Regions from separate parts of the Sus scrofa genome. Here region 2 is linked to region 1. Evidence: chromatin contacts called from public Hi-C data. All regions are on one chromosome and are shown on one strand. Each heading gives the region's core, a stretch centred on a gene start, on an enhancer-like site or on the middle of the called end of the contact. The rest is flanking DNA. Distances are from core to core; before and after follow the strand shown. Region 1 holds the start of HNRNPA0 (heterogeneous nuclear ribonucleoprotein A0). Region 2 holds the start of ZMAT2 (zinc finger matrin-type protein 2).

The links. Hi-C and Micro-C count contacts between places; a contact is called where the count stands out from the background.
Region 2: a contact with region 1 is called in a Hi-C map of liver, with 11 times the contacts expected there. The contact joins the promoter of ZMAT2 here to the promoter of HNRNPA0 in region 1. A contact is called at or near these places in 1 of 5 promoter capture datasets (fetal liver) and 1 of 47 Hi-C or Micro-C datasets (liver).

The regions. Positions count from the first base shown.
Region 1 is chr2:139,780,259-139,784,942 of Sscrofa11.1, reverse strand. HNRNPA0 (heterogeneous nuclear ribonucleoprotein A0) reads left to right here and starts at 1,927. Exons shown (of 1, transcript XM_003123970.5): 1 at 1,927-4,684. The coding sequence starts at 2,599. The coding sequence ends at 3,507. All of the region lies in intron 1 of KLHL3 (kelch-like protein 3), which reads left to right.
Region 2 is chr2:142,408,731-142,413,414 of Sscrofa11.1, reverse strand. It overlaps ZMAT2 (zinc finger matrin-type protein 2), which reads right to left and starts at 2,445. Exons shown (of 6, transcript XM_003354316.4): 1 at 2,294-2,445; 2 at 1,868-1,961; 3 at 641-764. The coding sequence starts at 2,311. LOC100521256 (probable histidine--tRNA ligase, mitochondrial) reads right to left here. Exons shown (of 12, transcript XM_013995242.2): 12 at 3,162-3,985. The coding sequence ends at 3,926.

The DNA of each region.
Region 1 (4,684 bases), core at 678-3,177:
CATATGCTGCAGGTGTGGACCCAAAAAAACAATAAAGAAATAAATAAATTTCTCCAGGTCCAGTCTCTCATCTGAGTTATATAGTCTTGGGCATCCCCCAAAATAGTGCCCCATCAATATCCCAGCCACAGCAAAGCCAGATCTGAGCCACATGTGTGACCTGTGTTGCAGCCTGATCCTTAACCCACTAAGCGAGACCAGGGATCAAAGTGGCATCCTCGCAGACAGTATGCTGGGTTCTTAACCCAACTGAGCCACAGTGGGAACTCCGGAATGCTTCTATTTTCCTTTTTTTTTTTTTAATCATCAATCAGTTAGCAAATCCTGACATAATCTGAATTGTGTTTTGTAATGATAGTTTCTTATTATCTTTCTCTTTTATTTTTTTCAGTGACACTTACCAATATCTAACATGCTGTATATAATTCTTATTTACTGTCAGCTTCTCCCCACAAGAATGTAAGCTCCCCGAGGAGAGATTTTTGCCTGTTGTTTACTACAGTATTCCCATCATTCGGTATTTATTGGATAAATTGAGCACTTACTATGTGTCAGGCATTATGCTTTGCATTACATGCAGAATCCCATTTAAATTTTACCATACTGGCTAGGTGTTTTATGTTCTGATTTTGAGATATTAAAACTCAATTTAATTTTTAAAAGGTTAGGTGACTTGGCCAAAGTCACACAACTCAGTGGTTAATAGGTGGTAGAACCAGGCTATAGTTTGCCCTCAGACTTTGCAGCCTATCTATATGCCTTTAATAATATTCATATTCTTTAAATTTCAAGACATTCCCTAATATCAAGACCCTCAGCCTATCTTACTTTTCTATCAGAAACCTGATCCAGTTAAACTGCCCCTGGGAGCATATGTATCTTATAACTTTCCTCCAGATTTTGTTGAGATAAACTCCCTATAGAAATCTTATCCAGCCCTTCACTCTGTGATCCAGTGCAACTTGTACCTCTTTTAACAAATCATTCCTGAATACATCCCTTTCCAGGATACAGTAAGGAATTCCTGTTCTTATTAGCCACATGGTTTGGGGTTCTTGATCATATAATTAGTCTTACACTGTGTCCCACTGCTCGTATCTTGTTGGCACACTAAAGGGTCAATAAATGGGAGCCATTCTAACTTTCTTGCATTCCCATCTGAGCCCTGAAGGCAGTTTTCCAGGGTGCATACTTTTACGCAGTGTGCATGTGTTTCTCCCTCCGCTCCCAGTCCCACTGAAAACGTCTTTAAAATGCTAACGATTCAGTTGGGAAGGAAGCACGCAGAGAAGACGTAAACATTAAGATGATGTGTACACTGGGCTAAAATGAACATGTCCGCTGACGGAGGAGTGCGTGAAGGTAGGCTGAGGGGCGTCGCGGGACGGCCTCACGGAGGGCCTCAGGGTGGCGGGGGTCTCGCGCTGCGCCTCGGTAGGAAAGTCTGAAGTGTTTTCGGCCTGCCGCTGTCCTCGGCCTCGGGCTCGCCTTCCCGCAGGGCCACGTGCCAGTGTTTTAGTCTCATCGCGCCTGGGGCCCCTAGAAACGGTTAATAACCGCCTTCCCCAACTAGGCCTCTCCCCTCCATCTTTGTGCGGACGGGAGGGGCGAGGACGCCAGGTGTAGCGGCCAGGCGAAATCGGGCGGGTAAAACCAGGCCCCCAACCCCAACAGTCAAGTTTTCAAAAAGCCCGCGCGTGCCGCCCCAGGTGGCATCCGTTGGGAACAGCCCCCAGCGCGTCCCCGATCAACCCTCCCGCCCCCCACCCGCCGTGGCAGGTCCAAGGCGGGAGGAGGCGTGGGGGTTGCAAGCAAACTCCGCACACGGGGAGCGCGGGGGCCAGCGCGCATTGGGGAGCGCGCCCATCCGGCGGCTGCCGAAAACGGAAGTGAGTGCGAGCGGGTCGCGGTGATTGGCTGAACCGACACGTCTCTCAAGGGGCTGGCGCGAACGCCACTGCGGAGTTGGGCGAGGGGATACGGCAAGGGGAGGGGGAAAAATCACTGGGAACAGCCGCGGAGCAGGGAACGAATGAATCACGGACGTTCGCGAAGGGCAGCGAGAGTCCGTAGTCAGGGCGCACTGGGGATCCCGAGAGTGAAAGCGGGAGGTAGAGGCGGCGGCGGCAGCAGCACAGGCCGAGGGCTTGAATAGACCGCGGAGGGCGGGGAGTCAGTGATCAAGAGCGGCGCTGCGGTACGGTAGGCGGGACTAATGAGTGCGAGGCGGGGATTGGCGAGCAGCCCTGGGCTGCCGTACGTCGGCGGTGACGCACGCCTCGGGGAGGGTGCGCGCGCGTTCAGCGGCCTCTTTGTGTGGTGCCCAGATAGGGGAGCGGAGGTAGTGGCGGCGGTAGCGGCGGTCTCGGTTGTCTTCCAGTCTCCTCCGCTCGCCCTCTAACCGGCACCTCTCCCCTTCCCTCCCCCTTCCTCTCTTCCTCTTTCCCTTCCCTCCCCTTCTTCCCTTCCCCGTCGGTGGCCGGCGGGGGCGGCTCCAGCAACGGCTGGGCCCAAGCTGTGAAGAGGCCTTAGCCAACGATAACGGCGACGGCGAAACCTCGGAGCTCGCAGGGCGGGGGGAAGGCCCGGGCCGTGGAGATGGAGAATTCCCAGTTGTGTAAGCTGTTCATAGGCGGCCTCAACGTGCAGACGAGTGAGTCGGGCCTGCGCGGCCACTTTGAGGCCTTTGGGACCCTGACAGACTGCGTGGTGGTGGTGAACCCCCAGACCAAGCGCTCCCGTTGCTTCGGCTTCGTGACCTACTCCAATGTGGAGGAGGCCGATGCCGCCATGGCTGCCTCGCCCCATGCCGTGGACGGCAACACGGTGGAGCTGAAGCGGGCGGTGTCCCGGGAGGATTCGGCGCGGCCCGGTGCTCACGCCAAGGTGAAGAAGCTCTTTGTCGGGGGCCTTAAGGGAGACGTGGCCGAGGGCGACCTGATCGAGCACTTCTCGCAGTTTGGCACCGTGGAAAAGGCCGAGATTATTGCCGACAAGCAGTCGGGCAAGAAGCGGGGCTTCGGCTTCGTCTATTTTCAGAATCACGACGCGGCAGATAAGGCCGCGGTGGTGAAGTTCCATCCGATCCAGGGCCATCGCGTGGAGGTGAAAAAGGCTGTCCCCAAGGAGGATATCCACTCCGGTGGGGGCGGAGGCGGCTCGCGGTCCTCGCGGGGCGGCCGTGGCGGCCGGGGTCGCGGCGGCGGTCGTGACCAGAACGGCCTGTCTAAGGGCGGTGGCGGCGGTTACAACAGCTACGGGGGTTACGGCGGCGGCGGCGGCTACAACGCCTACGGAGGCGGCGGCGGCGGCTCGTCCTACGGTGGAAGCGACTACGGTAACGGCTTCGGCGGCTTCGGCAGCTACAGCCAGCACCAGTCCTCCTATGGGCCCATGAAGAGCGGCGGCGGCGGCGGCGGAGGCAGCAGCTGGGGCGGTCGCAGTAACAGTGGACCTTACAGAGGCGGCTATGGCGGTGGGGGTGGCTATGGAGGCAGCTCCTTCTAAAAAATTTTAAACGTGTGGGAGTGGATATGGGGGTAGCTCTTTCAACCACCCAAGTAGGGTCAACTCCTAAGTTCCTTCCCCTCCCAGCACCTTCCTTATTTTGCCCTTGGTGGGGAGCCACTCGTATGGCTGCTTACCCGTGGGGGTGTTGCCCTATTTGCCTGCCACCTCTCGTCTCTCCCTTTGAAGATGGACTTGGCCCCACATACACATTTTTGTGTTACAGTCATTGATGGACTCTATTTTTTTATTATTACTTGGACCTTGGTCGTTTTTATACTAGCAAAATGTCTTGTTTTAATTTGTGTTTTTTTGGGGGGGAGGGAGTGAACTTGCTGATTCTGTAGCAAAACCTGGGCGGGGGTTGGGGGGGTAGTTTACTTTGTTGTAAGGACTTGATACCTGGCTACAGCGTTTTCTATGAAATCTACTTGGATCCCATGCCCGAAATTTGGAAGCATATGTACAAAAATCATTTTTACGTTTTATTTTTAATAAATCATTGTGTTTGACCGTACATGTCTAACATTTTTTTCCTAGGATCCATTCCGTACCGTTTTAAGGGATGTTGAAAATTTTTCGTGTTAATTCTTAATTCTTGATGTGTACTTAGAGAAACTTTTAAAAGGTCCTGTGGGTTTTTTTTCCTTCCTGTTACACTGCTAGTGACGTGTTGAATTTTATCCCTTACAGGCAAAACTTTTGAAGTGGTGGATGTGGCTTTTTAAAATCTTTAAAGTTTCTCTGCATCCATCTCTTGTACTAAGCGATTTGCTTATCATCTTGACATGGTTGGTTACTTCTTTCTATGAGAATTTACTTCAAAGTATGTACTGTGTAGTTCTAAATAGTTTGTGTTAAGCATGTGTTTTCATTCATATAAACTGTTGAGAATTTTCAGATGGCCTAGATTCATCCCTTTTACTGGTTTGTCTGTAATGAATGGTTACAAATAAGGGTTCTATTTTACCCTCAACTAAATGCATTTTTGTATTTTCAGAGCAGGTTTAAATGTTTTTTTTTTTCCTATAGCTGAAATGTCCTCATGGAAATCCTTCCCCCAACCTTTGTAGCACCATCTACTGGCAGAATGGCAGTATATCTGCAAAACAATTTGTTTAAAAACTTGTTTAACAAGGACAGTTGCATCAGATTTAGAAGTTTTGCCATCGAAGAT
Region 2 (4,684 bases), core at 1,196-3,695, 2.6 Mb before region 1:
CTAAGTCTTGGGTTAATGTATTCATTTCTATAGCAGCAGATAACTAACACAAAGAGGAATGACAACAGCGGGTCTACTAAGCAGCTCAGAGAAGTGTCACACATTGCTATCTGTGTGATCCTCCTGCTGGAAAACCTAACTGGACAGAGAAGTAGTGGTGGGCCAAAGGAAGGAGAGTTCCTGTGGGAGCCTTCTTTCTAAAGCTTATAGTCTTGGTCTAATAGCAAGGTGCACAACCAGGAAATCCGTAACAACTACAACCTTTGCAGCTAGTTAGTCCACAACCTTAACCCCCTTTATCCACCATCAACAGCTCCTGGGCTTCATTCTAGCTTCACCTAATTCCTCCCCTAGACATCTCCTCAGTAGACCTTTCCTTCATGTCTTCCTCTGGCAGGAGAACAAACAATTCCCTTTAAGATATTAAGAAGTAGTTATAGTACTAATATAACAAAGCCTACAGAGTGACACCTCGTAGAGACACTATTATGTTAACTTGAGGCCTTGGAGAACAAAGCATGGAATGACAGAAAACAAGGTTATTATTCTGGGGCCAAGTATCCTGCTCAACACTTCCTGAAACCAACCTAGTTTTATGTGACTTACTCCTGGATGCAGAGATAAATGAAAAGCCACTTACCCTCCCATCTCAGACTGTGGGGTAGTCTTGGTAATGACAATTGTCTTCCCGAGCTTGGATTCCAGGTCCACCTTGTAATCTCTATGCCGGAGAAGCTCTCGCTTGACTGGCTGCACGGGCTTTCCTGGAATATAATGGGGAAGGAAGTCGCTTCATTATCAGAGATCCTTAGCCAGAAAGGAAAAGAAATGCATAAAATGCAAAATCCAGAAGTCTACCTTCATTTCTTTTTTGAAACCTGAAGCAAGGGACAAAAGAGTCCCTTCTAGCAGTAGCTACAGAGAATTTCAACACAGCAAAAATGATAAGCAATCCTTAACTCCCTACATCTTTTCTCCACTTTAAAGCCAACAAGTCTATGGCGTTCCCATCCTGGCTCAGCGGAAATGAATCTGACTAGTATCCATGAGGACGTAGGTTTGATCCCTGGCCTCAGTGGGTTAAGAATCCGGTGTTGCTGTGAGCTGTGGTGTAGGCCAGCAGCTATGGCTCGGACTCGACCCCTAGACTGGGAACCTTCATATGCTGCGAATGCTGCTAAAAAGACAAAAAAGAAAAGAAAAGCAAGACCACTCATTTAGTGTTTTCAGACAGATACCCCATGTGTAACACGGCAATCTTCTGAGAGCTGGGGAAGTTTTTTAAAGAAGAACTATTATCTAGGAAATATCTGCTATATGCCAAGTACTATTGCATGAGTTACATAAAAACCAAAAGTGCTGGAGTATGCAAGTAAAGCAAAAGAAAGTACAAGTCTGAAAACAGAAAAGAAAATAAGACCAACTCCCTGACAAAATGTAAGGCACAGAGAACAGCCGTAAGCACTAGATGAAACAATCAATCCCACGTTCCCCAGGTTAAGAATCCGGTGTTAAGAATCCCACGTTCAATAGCAGCAATACACAGCAGCAAAAACACTCCACTTAACTTCTTCTGAGGATCACTACTGAGGATTCCACTGTCTTCCCTGTACTTGAGGAAAGCACTAAATGAGCCAAGCAAAGGAAGGGCAAGGAAGCAGGGAACCGCAGAGCCGGAAAGCACCTCCAAACCATTTCAGTTCATCTCCTCACGCCTATCTTACTTTTCTACCTGAGGAGCCAGGGAGGCACTATTCTGCCGGAGGTTACACAGGAAAGGGGGCAGCGCGTTTCAACCCCCCACCGACTCGCTAACCATTGCTTCGCATCTGCAGTACACTTAGCACTTGATGGAACAGGCACCCACCATCCTTCTTTTCTCTCTCTTCTGTGAGCCTCTTCTCCGCAAGCTTCTCATATTCATCTTTGTCCCACTTTCGGCGAAAGTCCAAGTTTTTTGCCTGTGGGGGAAAAGGGGCTGAAGATTCGTCGCTAATCGTGTCCGACCCCTGGACAAACAGAAGAAACCGCTCCCCAGCCGCTAAGGCGGCCCCGGGACCTGGGAAGAGCGAAGCCTCTCCGGACAGCACCGGGAGGCTGAGGTTGCCTCAGGACCCCAACCCGAGACCTTCCCGCTTCCGATGACCCTGCGCCAGGGCCTTACGGGGGAGCTCTCAAACCAAGGCGGTTAGATCGCCAGGAGGTGTCGGGAAGCCAGGCGGGTGCGGGGTATTCAGCGCCGAAAAGCCGCCCCGCACCCCCCATCCCAAGCCTCCTCACACACAACACCTACCCCGCTACCCGACGCCATCTTCACAGCGAAGTGAATGGAAAGCCGGAAAATGCCGTAAAAAGCGGCCTTGCGCCGTAAGGCAAGCCCGCCCTCCAATAAGCTTAGAGTCTCGTGTTCTAAACGAGCTAAGGACTGGAGGATTTCTAAAACAAGATCGTCGGCCCCGCCCCTGCTCCAAGGAAATGGCGCATGCGCAAGGGGAGTATGAAGCAACGCGGAAGTAAGGGCGCCTGCGAGGGTTTTTCACCCTGGCTTTAAAAACAAGCACAGATTCAACCCTTCCATTTTACGTAAGAGGAAAATGAAGTTCAGATCAGCGCCCTCCGGTCTAGTCTAACCAACCTGCGTGCACTGCCAAGAGTTTCCAAACCTTCTTAAGGCTGAAGTTCTGTTATCAGGGGCTCTAGATGCCTCTTTACCTGTGTGCACTGAAGATAGGGCCCCAGAGCTCCTAAGAGTTTGCACAGGCTGTAGTCTTCCTAATGCACAAACTGAAAGCGCTGTTTGCATTTTGTCTCTTTATCTTGAAGCAATGCTATCACCCCTTGGTTAACTCATTTTTCCTTCAACTGAGAAACATCACAATTATTCAATCTACAGGGCACAATTTAATCAACACGATCGGACCTGGGAAGGCCAGTCATCAGCAACACTCTAGGGTGAAGAACTCTAGCAAATGTCACACTACACACTGACTTAGTGAGGTGACTGTATCTCACAGCTGCGGGGAGGAGGAAGCATGGCTGTTCCCTTCACCAAAAATAAAACATCACCCCAGGGACGTTCCTCTTAGCTCACTGCATCCTCCAGTGTGCACTCAAGCGTTTTCTATGGCCTATGCAAACAAATCCCTCGATAACAAATTACCCAAGCTTCTAGATTTAATATTTTATTTAATATATTATACAACCACTTCTAGAACAGCCACCTCCACGGCAGGACATGGACTAGTTAGAGCAGGCATAGGTAATGGTCTCCAAAGTCTCAAAAGATCAGATCTCCATCTTGTCAGGTCGCCTATTAAATTCAACATTCAAGATTATTAAACAGACGGCCTCACCCTGATTAACACTGGGTAGGCTAGAGAGACGTCATATTAATATGGGCACTGCTGGGCCCTTGGGCTAGCATCTCTGTCCTCAAACAAAACAGAGAGCAGTCATTGCCCCTTCTTGCTGTTTACCAAAAACTCCCTGGACAGGCCAAGACCACACAGTGGTCAAACTGCCCAGAATTTGGTTCAGAAGCGAAGAGTGGAAGGCTAAGACATGACTTCTGATCTCAGTGGTTCAGAATCGTCTCAACCTGAGGTGACTTTCCCAGAGACTTGTTCACAGCAACCATCTTATTAGCACATGTTGGCAGCGTTCAACGGCACTGCAAGTCTGCCATCTGCCTCTGCAGTTAGAGCATGTCTCTGTCACATACCAGCCATCTGCGCCCATGCAGTATAGCTGCTCTCACTAGCCCCAGAGTCCTCAGGACCTCCTACAATTCTGTACCCAGAAAAGATGGAGGATGCGTAGGCACGAGTCAGCCATCCTGGCCAGCAGTTGTAAAGTTGTGGAACAGGAACTCAGTCCTAGATGAAACCTTTTCTACAAAGAGCAGCAGGTGGCATTCAGGCAAGGATCAAGACTCAGATAGTCGCTTCTGAATTTCAGCCACAAGATTTTCTCGCTTAATGGCCACCTGAAACATAAGAGAATCTTCATGTGACAAACTAGAGAGTGATACTAGCACCTCAGACACTGCTTTTCCAGATTCATTTAATTTGGCAACTATTCCCATGACCTATGCAACCGGTAGGGAGTCTGGGCTTCAAGCTGACCTGAAGAAGGTAGGAGCTCAAGACTAAAGGGATTCAAACACCGGATCTATGTTTATTTTATCTCCAGATACCCAAAGAGATTTCATTTGTCTTCTTGCCTGCCCAGCCATCATTGGCTACAATGGCTGCCTGGAGGGGGTACTCATTCATCTCTATCACTATAAACCCTGGAGATATTTCCTTAGCCAGAAGATACGTATTTCTTTTCTTTTCTTTTTTTTTTTTTTTTTTTTTTGTCTTTTTGCTATTTCTTTGGGCCGCTCCTGCGGCATATGGAGGTTCCCAGGCTAGGGGTCGAATAGGAGCTGTAGCCACCGGCCTACGCCAGAGCCACAGCAACGCGGGATCCGAGCCGCGTCTGCGACCTACACCACAGCTCACGGCAATGCCGGATCCCTAACCCACTGAGCAAGGGCAGGGATCCAACCCGCAACCTCATGGTTCCTAGTCGGATTCGTTAACCACTGCGCCATGACGGGAACTCCACATATTTCTTAAAGAATCTAAGAAAGGGAGAAACATTTGGTCCCTTCTATTTCTGACTGCCGCACTCACCTCCT